Linked DNA regions of Sus scrofa: region 2 is linked to region 1. The links are chromatin contacts, called in public Hi-C maps. All regions are on one chromosome and are shown on one strand. The core of a region is the stretch at or near the end of the contact, and the rest is flanking DNA. Distances in the headings are between cores, read along the strand shown. Region 1 overlaps SNX20 (sorting nexin-20). Region 2 overlaps PAPD5 (non-canonical poly(A) RNA polymerase PAPD5).

The links. Hi-C and Micro-C count contacts between places; a contact is called where the count stands out from the background.
Region 2: a contact with region 1 is called in a Hi-C map of alveolar macrophages, with 4 times the contacts expected there. The contact joins two enhancer-like sites. A contact is called at or near these places in 3 of 5 promoter capture datasets (fetal liver, fetal skeletal muscle and liver), 18 of 47 Hi-C or Micro-C datasets (alveolar macrophages, brain, embryonic fibroblasts and 13 more) and 2 of 2 datasets of contacts at active chromatin or transcription factors (alveolar macrophages and skeletal muscle).

The regions. Positions count from the first base shown.
Region 1 is chr6:34,180,406-34,185,695 of Sscrofa11.1, reverse strand. It overlaps SNX20 (sorting nexin-20), which reads right to left. Exons shown (of 5, transcript XM_021094194.1): 3 at 2,570-2,699; 4 at 1,334-1,485. The coding sequence starts at 2,690. Among named protein-coding and RNA genes, the nearest start is that of SNX20, 6.3 kb to the right of the region's middle. Within about 2 kb of position 2,070, at least 4 of the 83 cell types and tissues checked have an H3K27ac peak or open chromatin away from gene starts, as enhancers often do. A contact at or near this core is called in alveolar macrophages, where this site is marked.
Region 2 is chr6:34,615,436-34,620,725 of Sscrofa11.1, reverse strand. PAPD5 (non-canonical poly(A) RNA polymerase PAPD5) reads left to right here. Exons shown (of 12, transcript XM_021094215.1): 3 at 1,065-1,111; 4 at 2,989-3,109; 5 at 4,799-4,906. Among named protein-coding and RNA genes, the nearest start is that of ADCY7, 32 kb to the right of the region's middle. Within about 2 kb of position 2,720, at least 8 of the 83 cell types and tissues checked have an H3K27ac peak or open chromatin away from gene starts, as enhancers often do. A contact at or near this core is called in alveolar macrophages, where this site is marked.

The sequences.
Region 1 (5,290 bases), core at 821-3,320:
GAAAAAATCACAACATTGTAAATTAACTATACATCAATATAACTTTAAAAAAGAAAAGAGGAGTTCCCGTCGTGACACAGTGGAAACAAATCCGACTAGGAACCATGACGTTTCCGGTTCGATCCCTGGCCTTGCTCAATGGGTTAAGGATCCGGTGTGGCCCTGAGCTGTGGTGTAGGTCGAAGACACCACTCAGATCTGGCGTTGCTGTGGCTCTGGTGTAGGCTGGCGGCGACAGCTCTGATTCAACCCCTAGCCTGGGAACCTCCATATGCCGCGAGTGCGGCCCTAAAAAGACAAAAAGACAAATTTTTTTTTTTAATTTTAAAAAATGAAAATGATAAAAAAGGAAAAAAAAAAAAAAAAAACCTGTTCCTGCCTCACTGGGCAAGGATTCAATGAGTTGATGCACTGAAACGCTGAAGTGCAGTCAGAACTCAGCGTCAGCTCTTGTTATTACTCCAGCCCCAAGCAAGGGGGAGGGTAGGGGGAGAAGAAAGGCTGTGAGGCCCTTCCACAGTCAGTAATATCTCCCCCAACACAGGCTGAGATTCCTTTTCAACAAAGAGAGCAATCCCGAAGCCCAGCTTTCCACCAGCCATGGTAAGCAGCTAGAATTTAACAACAGCCCTGAGCTCTCCTCGTATTTACTTTTATTTTATTTTATTTTCCTTTAAGGGCCGCCCTCATGGCATATGGAAGTTCCCAGGCTAGGGGTCAAATTGGAGCTGCAGCTGCCAGCCTGCACCACAGCCACAGCAATGCCAGATCCGAGCGGCATCTGTGACCTGTGCTGCAGCTTGAGGCAATGCCAGATCCTTAACCCACTGGGCCAGGCCAAGGATGGACCCTGTATCCTCATGGATACTACTCAGGTTCTTAACCTGCCGAGCCACACCGGGAACTCCAGCATTTACAGTCATAATGACTTTTTCTTATGCCATGTGATATTATTGGTCTTCCATTTATTTCCTCTTGAAATAAATCCACCCGGTGTTTTTTAAAAAGTGACCCGCTTTAAAGAAAAAAAGGTAAATAATAAAAATGACACAAGGACATCAAAAACGATGAAGAAGGGACACCCATGAAAACACTGAGTAATATGGTATTAAACTGGGCTCTTTCCTTCTTGGGATCAAGGACCTTAACACCTCCAATTCTCATGGGGCTGGACGTGAAATCTCACTTCTGGGTCGTTTTCTCTAGAAGAACGCTGTGCGTTAAGGTGTGTCAGTCTATTTCCTGGTCAGAGAGACTGAGGCCCCGCCGGCCGCAGCCTGGGCCGGTAAAGAGGTAGTGAAAGGCTCTCCATTACTTCCCCGCCTCCACTTACCACAAACTTGGAGACTCTCCTCTCCTCGATGCGGGCGGAAGCGATCTCGAAGAGCAGTTTGACGTGCCTCCAGCGGCACTTGCGCGTCCGCCAGTATTCCTGCAGCTCCCGCGTGGTCATGCTGGAGTTGGAGCTCAGGCTGCTATGGGCATCTGCAAGGACCGCACTCTTAAGGACTATCGCGGATCAGTGCGCTTTGGGGTCCAGGGCTGGGGAGGAGGCTGGCTCTTCTGGGACGCGCCATCGGAATCCCGAAGAGCGGTGACTATCCCCCTCCCCCATCCCTCCAGGTAGAAGCCCAGTAGGGCATCTGCCAGTTATGCCCATCCCCACACCCGCCCTGCACCCAACCTGGCTGAATCCGTCCTGCCACTGACAACCTGGAAGGGCCCACTGGCTCCAAATGGCTTCTTGGATGTGAAACGTGCCTCATCCACATCCGGCCCTTGTGAAACGCCAGCGCTCCCGAAGAGCACGGATGTGGCTGGTTGGTTCCCGCCCTCCCTAAGCTCTGCCTCCGTGGTCGTGGATGGACAGGCTGAGCTAACGGGCCAGCGGAGGGTGGCGGGAGCTGTGAGGATGCTGGGCTCCCAGCTCAGCTTGGCGGGCCCCTCCCTCCTCTGGCATCTGGCTTTCCACACCCGCGGCTGTTTCCTGCACTTGCCACTCTGCCTTAAATGCCTGGAAAAGTAATACTGTGTTTCTTACACCTCCCTTGAGCCTTGGGCTGTTCTGAGAATCTTGCGATTCTCAGTAGGTGGCGCTATAGCAGACACTGTCAGTGCCGGGTCCTCCCTAGGCTGCACTGTCCTGGAACATCCCACTGGCTTCCTACCTACCAGGAAGCAACTGCCACTCTCCCCGTGAGGGAGAGCATCCCTCTGCCACTGGAGGAAGGGACAGGAGGACGGCAGCCTGGCCTCGCCTCTGGGATGAGAACTCTGAGGGATGCTCCATACCGTCTCCCAGAGGACCCACGTTGGGACGGAGCCCCAGTGGTTATCTGTGCATGGACAGCCTGTGCTGACTTCCTGTTCTGCTTTGCTTGGTTTCCCACTCTCCTGGCATCGTCTTCCAGACAAACGACTTGCACCAAGTCCTGGTCTCAGTGTCTACTTTGGGATAAGCCAAGCTACACGAGCTGCCCTGTTTCTTGATCCATCGACCTATCCACACTTGTATTTCAGATGTCGGCAAACCTCTAGCCCCCTGCCGAGTCCCAAACATCAAGCTCACCTGAGTGCTCTTCAGGTCCCACGCTTGAGAGTTCTGGGCCCGGTGCTGGTACTTTCGGTTTGGTCCCTGCCATGCACTGGGCTGTGGGTCCCCTCCATCCAGGGCTCCCAGGATGTGCCATGCTCTGAGACTGTCGGGGGACAGGAGAGAACAGTAAGCGCCCACTCGTGATGGGGTTCTTGGGGGAGTCCTAGGGTGCCTAGGCTCTGTCATGGTCCCCGCTGCTGAGCCCTCCTGCTCACCTAGTGGTCTGCCCAACCGCCAGATGCTAAACCTGGGTCTGGTCCTTTGCTGGACAGATCATGCCAAAGCTGAGCAGAACCTTCTCTTGTTGTTAGGATACTTGTATTATCATGTTGCTCTGAATTTTAAAGGATGTGTGATTTTAAGCAAAGGGGTTATTTGGGAGGAAGATGCTGGCTTGTCCAGAAAAATGTGCCAATACTCCATTTTATGTGTTTATGTGTAAATGAAATCTCAGTGTCCAAAGCAGGGAGGCAGGTGTGTATCCTCCCCCACCCCCCATGCTTTATCTTTTTTTGTTTGTTTGTTTGTTTGGTCTTTTTAGGTCCACACTCGCAGCATATGGAAGTTCCCAGGCTATGGGTCAAACTGGAGCTACAGCTGCCGGGCTACGCCACAGTCACAGCAATCCTAGACCCAAGCAGTGTCTGCGACCTACACCACAGCTCACGGCAGCACTGGATCCTTAGCCCACTGAGCAAAGCCAGGGATTGAACCCACGTCCTCTTCACGGCAGCGCTGGATCCTTAGCCCACTGAGCAAAGCCAGGGATTGAACCCACGTCCTCTTGGATACTAGTCGAGTTTGTTACCGCTGAGCCATGACAGGACCTCCCCTCACCCCCACTCCCCGCCAGGCTGTATCTTTAAGCAAACATTTGCAACAACCTGTTATAGCTACTTCACATACATGCAGGCTTTTCACACCCGCTACCTTGTTTAACACCCACAATAATCTATCATGACTCCCAGTAACAGATGAGGAAACTGAGGTTTAGCCTAAGGTCACAGGGCTGGTGCCCATGCCCAGTGAGTAAATCCGAATGCTTGTGACATGGAGGCTACACCTGCCCCCCGCTCAACACCCACTCTCTCACTTAATCCGGATCTGTGTGCAGTAGGAGTTTTCCACCTCCATCTGATAAAAGGAACTGGGACTTTGAGTTGCCCAGGATCAAGAGCTGGTCAATGGTGGGCAGGACACAAAGCCAGGCTGCTCTGGCTTTAGAACTCTCTCGCCCGTATGCAGGGGAGGGCAGGCAGCAGGAGTCCTGGGCTTCAGTTCATGCAAAACTCTGCGACGAGATGGGCTGGAAGGGACTGAATGTCTCGGGGCCTCAGTTTCCTCCCAATGAGGCATAACTTTCACGACCCTGATGGGAGGGTTAAGTCAGGCAGATCATGCAAAGCGTGTCAGCTCAGGGTCCTGCCAGGCACCATATAATTGTCTCTCTTATTAGCATCTGACACATGAGAAGATGCTCTGGGAGACAGCTGAGAAATAAATGACCCTGAATTAAGGTGGACGTTGGATAGCACCTAACATGTCTAAGCCAAATTAGAAAAGGGGGACAATTAAAACATCAGCTCAGATGGAGCGAATAGCTGCGCTACCACTTAGGCACAGAAATTTAAAATAAGAAGAAGGATGCGAATGACCTAACTTTCTTCTCAACGCGCTCTTGCTGGGTTGGGTGAAAAGAACCCTAGTGAATTCTGCAGGGGCGTCTGTGCAGGTGTCCAGCAGGTGGCTCTCAGGGACCCTCCATCCAGCTTCATTCTGTACAGATGGGAAACTGAGGCACAGAGCAGGGCATAGCTGGCCCAGGGCTGCCCATGCTTGAACACGCATTTCTTCTCCTCTTATGGAGGCAGGCCTCTGTCCTGATCAACTATGGGTCTGTAGGCAAGTAATTTAGTAACTCCAGGCCCCGATTTCGCCACCTGAGAGTGTGGACACTATCCTGTTGACAAGATGCTGGACAGGTTCCTATATTCTAGTAGGTGCCCAGGCAGGACAGCAAGTGATCCACACACTATATTTACTTAATGGACTTTTGGTGGCCGAGAATCTTGGGGACTCGCAGTTCCTACAGGTGCTCCTAGGCAGCTGCCTCAGTTAGTTCATCTGTAAAATGGGTGGTGGAGAGTAGAATTAGCCTCAATGGTCCCAGCACTTCCAGCTCTGCTGTCCTCAGGCAGCTGGTGCTAAGTCAGAAGCAGGGCACGTTTTGCCCAGAGACGATGTGAGGCCCCAGGAACGATGCCCTTGGCTGAGCCTTCCAGTAAAGACTGGGGGAAACCTCAGCATGAACTCAAGGTTTGGAATAAAAATCAAAGGCAGGAGTTCCTGTCGTGGCGCAGTGGAAATGAATCCAACTAGGAACCATGAGGTTGCAGGTTCGATCCCTGGCCTTGCTCAGTGGGTTGAGGATCCGGTGTTGTCATGAGCTGTGGTGTAGGTCACAGACGAGGCTTGGATCTGGCATTGCTGTGGCTGTGGTATAGGCTGGCAGCAACAGCTCTGATTGGACCCTAGCCTGGGAACCTCCATATGCTGTGGGTACGGCCCTAAAAAGACAGGAAAAAAAAAAAAATCAAATGCAGCAGCCAAAGCCAGTTCCCTTACATTTTCTCTTATGGGATCGGCTGAGAGTGGGGGTGGCAAGGAGAAAGTTGTCACTGGTGCATCCATGGG
Region 2 (5,290 bases), core at 1,471-3,970, 430 kb before region 1:
TTCTATAATTTCATGCATTCAGAGAAGTAACTTACTAGACCATTCCATTGCATTATATGGCTCTTCTTTAGACTCTCTCATGGGGCGGTGAAGCCAAAGCCAAGGAAGTTTTTTTTGGTACAGTTGGCAACACAGAGAAGCTTCAAATATACAGGGAAGAGGGGAGGACACTAATATTTTCTTGAGCAGCTACTGTATGCCATATTGTTTCTCCTGTGTGATCTAGATCAGTGGCTTTCAACCGGAGACAGGTTTCTCCCTGGGTGGCATTTGGCAGTTGTCAGAAACGCTTTTTTGAGTATGGTGACTGGAGAGGTGCTCTTGGCACGTAGTGATTAGAGGCCATGGCAGTTGCTAAACATCTCACAGAGCAGAGGACAGCCCCTCACAACAAAGAATGATCTGCCCCAGATGTGAGCAGTGCTGAAGTTTGGAAACCCTGATCTAAATCAGTCCTCTGCCTTCTGAGGTGGGGGATTTTCTCCACCATTTTTGAGGAACACGAGGCTGTGATTATTTTCCTGGGTCCATCTCATCTCAAAGGTTGAGCTTTTTTCATTGTTCATCCTTTGTTGCAATGACTTGCATACACATACTGGCCTGTTCTCTGTGGGTTGAGAAAGCCTGTGTCCTGGTTTTATGTAACAGCATAAATAAAGCTGTGTTCTCTGTGGGGAGGAGTGGGAGGGCCTGCAGGCCGGCACTTGCCCTGTAGTCGAAGGAGTCCGACCCTAATTTAGTCGTCGGTGAGAAGACTCCTGCTTAGAGAACCAATGTTAAGGATTGTGTCTGTCGATTATAAAGGAACGTTAGTGACCTGAAAATTACTTTAGGAAGTTTCTCTTTTAGCCTGCATGTTTGATATTTGGACCTAATAAGTTTAAACTGTATTCCAAATGTCTGCCTGTGAGACACAGGATCCTGCTTCATGAAAGCATGGTGCTAGAAAAAATGCTCTTGTAGTACTAAGAACTACCAGTAGAGGGTAGCAAAATCTCACATTTCTCCAGAGTTCGGTGGCTTTTTCCTCTGATATTATAATATAATAATTTTTTCTATTTCAGGTCCAGATATTTGGAAGTTTTAAAACTGGCCTCTATTTACCTACTAGGTTAGTACCTCTATGAAGCTTTTAAAAGATTATGCATTTTTCTATAGCGCATTTGTTTTGACTGTTGAAGGGGTAAGAGTAGAAACAAAACAGATTTATGAAACTAAAAGTCACTTACCTATATTTTATTTGAATTACCTTGAGGTAAAATATTACTGCAAAGAACTGTTCACCCCCATAACTTAACTCACTAACACAGATGGTAATGCAGTCTTATGGTAAAACACCTGATGATGCTGCAGAGTTTTGTATATTCTGGAATGCTAGGTCTCTCACTTTTGAGGTGTAGTTAATTTACAATGCTTACAATGTTGTATTAGTTTCAAGTGTACAAAGTACTCATATATGTATATGTATATAAATATATATACATTTAGATACTCATTCTTTTTCAGAGGCTTTTCTGTTAGAGGGTATTACAGGATGATGAGGGTTGTTCTCAGTGCTCTGCAGTAGGACCTGTTTTGTAGATAGGAGTGTGTATCTCATTTTTATGAAGAGCTCATACTCCTAGCTCCTGTCCCAGCATTCTGACCCAGAAATTCAGGGTACAGACTTCTCTCTCAGGAAAGTCTCTGTCTTTTCAGGCTTCTTGTTTATTTTCATCTTCTCAAATGAGGACTGTTTTGACCCATAGCTGGGGGTGGGGGTGGTGTGTATGTGTCGGGGGTGCTTTTGGAGGGGTGAGTACCAGTTCTCTAAGAATTGAAATGCTCTTGTCTTTACGAAGCAAAAACATTTCATCATGTTTTGCTTTTGTTTTTATCACGGTAAAAGCACCCAGCATGAGACTTACCCTCTTCACAAATGTTTAGGTGCACAGTGCAGTATGATTTAGTGTAGGCATCCATTGTGGGTTTTTTTTTTTTTTTCCTTTTTAGGGCCACACCCATGCACATGGAAGTTCCCAGGCCAGGGGTTGAATTGGAGCTACAGTTGCCAGCCTATACCAGAGCCACAGCACCTTGGGATCTGAGCCTCGCCTGCGACCTACACCACAGCTCAAGGCAACACCAGACCCTGATCCACTGAGCAAGGCCAGAGAACCCACATCCTCATGGATACTAGTTGGATTCGTTTCCGCTGTGCCACAACGGGAACTTCCCATGGTGTTTTTCATCCACTTAAAATTATGTGTTAAGTGGATGGATCCTAGCAGTTTCCATTCTTCCCTTTGCTCTCCTAGGCCTAAAAAAGCCAGAAAATATTCCACTTTGAGTTTTCTTTATTTAGGTTCTGAACTTCAGGAAAACTGTGAGTCATCTTTCTAAAAATTTAGTAAAATTTTATGAATAGGTAGTACATTCATCTAGTTCATATTTGAAAAGGGCACAAAAATAATGACAAAGAAAAGTCTAGATACCACCTCTGTCCCCCAGTTTCTCTCCTTGGAGGAGCCAGTGTTAGCAGTTCTTTGCATATCCTTCCAGAAATATTCTGTGCATATAAAAGGAAATATGTGCTTCTTCCTTTTTTACACAAATGGTGGCACACTAGATATACTGCCTGCATCTTGTTTTTTATCCGTAGTAATCTAAGTCACAGTTACTCAGTTAACCTCATTCACCCAGAAGGTCTTAAGGTTTTCAGTACCAGAAGCCTTTAGGAACAGGAAACACTCAGTGGTGTTTTTGAGGTTTTACTTCTCTCAGAGTCACCCTGGGCAGTGACTTGGAGAAGGAGGAGGTTGTTAAAATCACCAGCCTTTTTCACTTCCTCTCTAAAAAACAGTCCTCACCAACAGTTTTGGTCTCCATCGGGCAGGGTGAGAAATAGGTTTTCATTGGCCTCACTTGCAGTCTGTAGCTTGAAGGTAAGTTAAAGCAAGTACAGTGTCTTGCTTCTTTAAACAACTCTCGCATGTGCTCTGTGTCCAGTGACATCGATCTCGTGGTGTTTGGGAAGTGGGAGAACCTCCCCCTTTGGACCTTGGAAGAAGCTCTTCGGAAGCATAAGGTTGCAGATGAAGATTCGGTGAAAGTTCTAGACAAAGCAACTGTAAGTCTTCAGCATTTCATCTTAAACTCTCTTGTTTCTTATGCATGAAATTTGTAGAATTAAAATTTAATTTTGGTAAGCACAGATTGTTTTTCCTTTTGTTAATGATCACAGTGCTTTGACATAAAAAGTTATATTTGTGCGACAAATGAATGATCCTGGTTATACATTTCTTGAAAAAAAATATTACACAATTTTATCATACACAATACTCACTGTAGCTTTTTTTTTTTTTTTTAATATGAAGAGTATAAATAGTTCTCACTGTGGCACAACAGGATTGGCAGTGTCTGCAGCGCCAGGATGCAGGTTCGATCCCTGGCCTGGCACAGTGGGTTAAAGGATCCAGCATTGCTGCAGCTGTGGCATGGGTCACAAGTGTAGCTTGAATCTGGTCTCTGGCCTGGGAACTCCATGTGCCATGGGGTGGCCAAAAAAAAAAAAAAAAAGTGACCATCTAATAGAAAGTTTATAGTTACGCAGAAGATAACTATAGATGTTACTTTTCTATTCTGTCATATTTTGTGTCCTTGAAAAATTGAGTGTAATTGAAATTTTGTAAATCAAGTTATATTTTAACTAATGGAATGGACATTAAAGAATTTTTCTGGAAAGAGTTCCCTCGTGGCTCAGTGGGTTAAGGATGCAGCATTGTCACTGCTGTGGCTTTGGTTACAGCTGTGACGTGGGTTTCATCCCTGCCTAAGAACGTCCACATGCCATGGTGCGGCCAAAAAAAAAAAAAGAATTTTCACAGAAGCTTATTTTGGAAATAATGTATCTTTTAAAAGTTTGGATTTTTTTTTTTTTTTTTTTTGGTCTTTTTAGGGCTGCACCTGTGGCATATGGAGGTTCCCAGGCTAGGGGTCCCATCAGAGCTGTAGCTGCTGGCCTACACCACAGTTCACGGCAGTGCCCGATCCTCAACCCATTAAGCGAGTCCAGGGATTGAACCAGGGTCCTCGTGGATGCTCATTTGTTAACCACCGAGCCACAATGGGAACACCTGGATTTTTGCTTACTAGGTTTTATGAGAGCAAAACAACTTTTTTTTTTTAATTAAAAGAAAGATTTATTAAAAGCTGTTAATTTGGAAACCCAGTTTTATGCACAGTTTGCTGGCCTGAGTTTTCTAATGACTGGTGCAAATAACCTTTTTGTTTGTTTTGAAGAATTCCTGATATTGCGTATAAGCTCTTCTATCATTTTTCATTTAAGAATAATTTTTACATTTTAAGTTCTCTTGTTAGGTTGTTGCTTGGGCCATTTGCAAAAGTGACCAGCAGTGCCAGTGAGTCATTGTGTGCGACTTAATCTGTCGATCAGTTTTCTTACTGGAAACAGTTCATTGCTATCGGCTGACGTTTGTTATTCGTGATCTTCTTGAGTTGGAAACTGTTTTGCAAAGGAGATAACGTTGAGAATGGTTTTTGTTATCTGATTTCAAAATTCTCAATCAGTGGAAATTACAGACTACATTGCGTGAAGTTAAATGCTAAATATGTAACATAAATTATCTAGGATTGTCTGGAAGGCCAAGTCAGCTATGGTACCGAGTGTTGAGAACACTCAGTGTTCTTACATTGTCATGGGAGGTCAGGACCTCAAGTCTGGTAACCTTGTGTCCTCTGATTTTGACCCTTAATTTGGTTAGAGTATTTAAATATTTTACCTTTCTTCTTTTTCTAGGTACCTATTATTAAATTAACAGATTCTTTTACCGAAGTGAAAGTTGATATCAGCTTTAATGTACAAAATGGTGTGAGAGCAGCTGACCTCATCAAAGATTTTACCAAGGTCAGAGAAATTTCTAGTGTTTATTCAGTGAAACAACTGGCAATGGAGTTGGGTTTTGAGATTCTCGTGTGGTGTTCTGATATACCTGGCTAAACTATTTTTGCATGTGTACTGCTGACAAATGCTTCTTTTCTGTGCAGTGGCTTTACTTGCCTTGAATCTGCTTGTAATAATCAGTAATTTATAATGCGGCCTCAGGGAAGAATTCAGGTCGCGGAAGCTGTTGAAGAACTTCTCTGCTGTAGCTCCTTTCGCTTCGGGGAGATAAGGACTGAGGCAGGCTGCACAGTGGTTGCTGTCTGCTTTCAGTTCCCAAGAGTTCCGATGAAGACCCTCTTTAGGGAGCCTCTTCTAGATTTTAATCCCAGGTCACCTGTAAAGTAG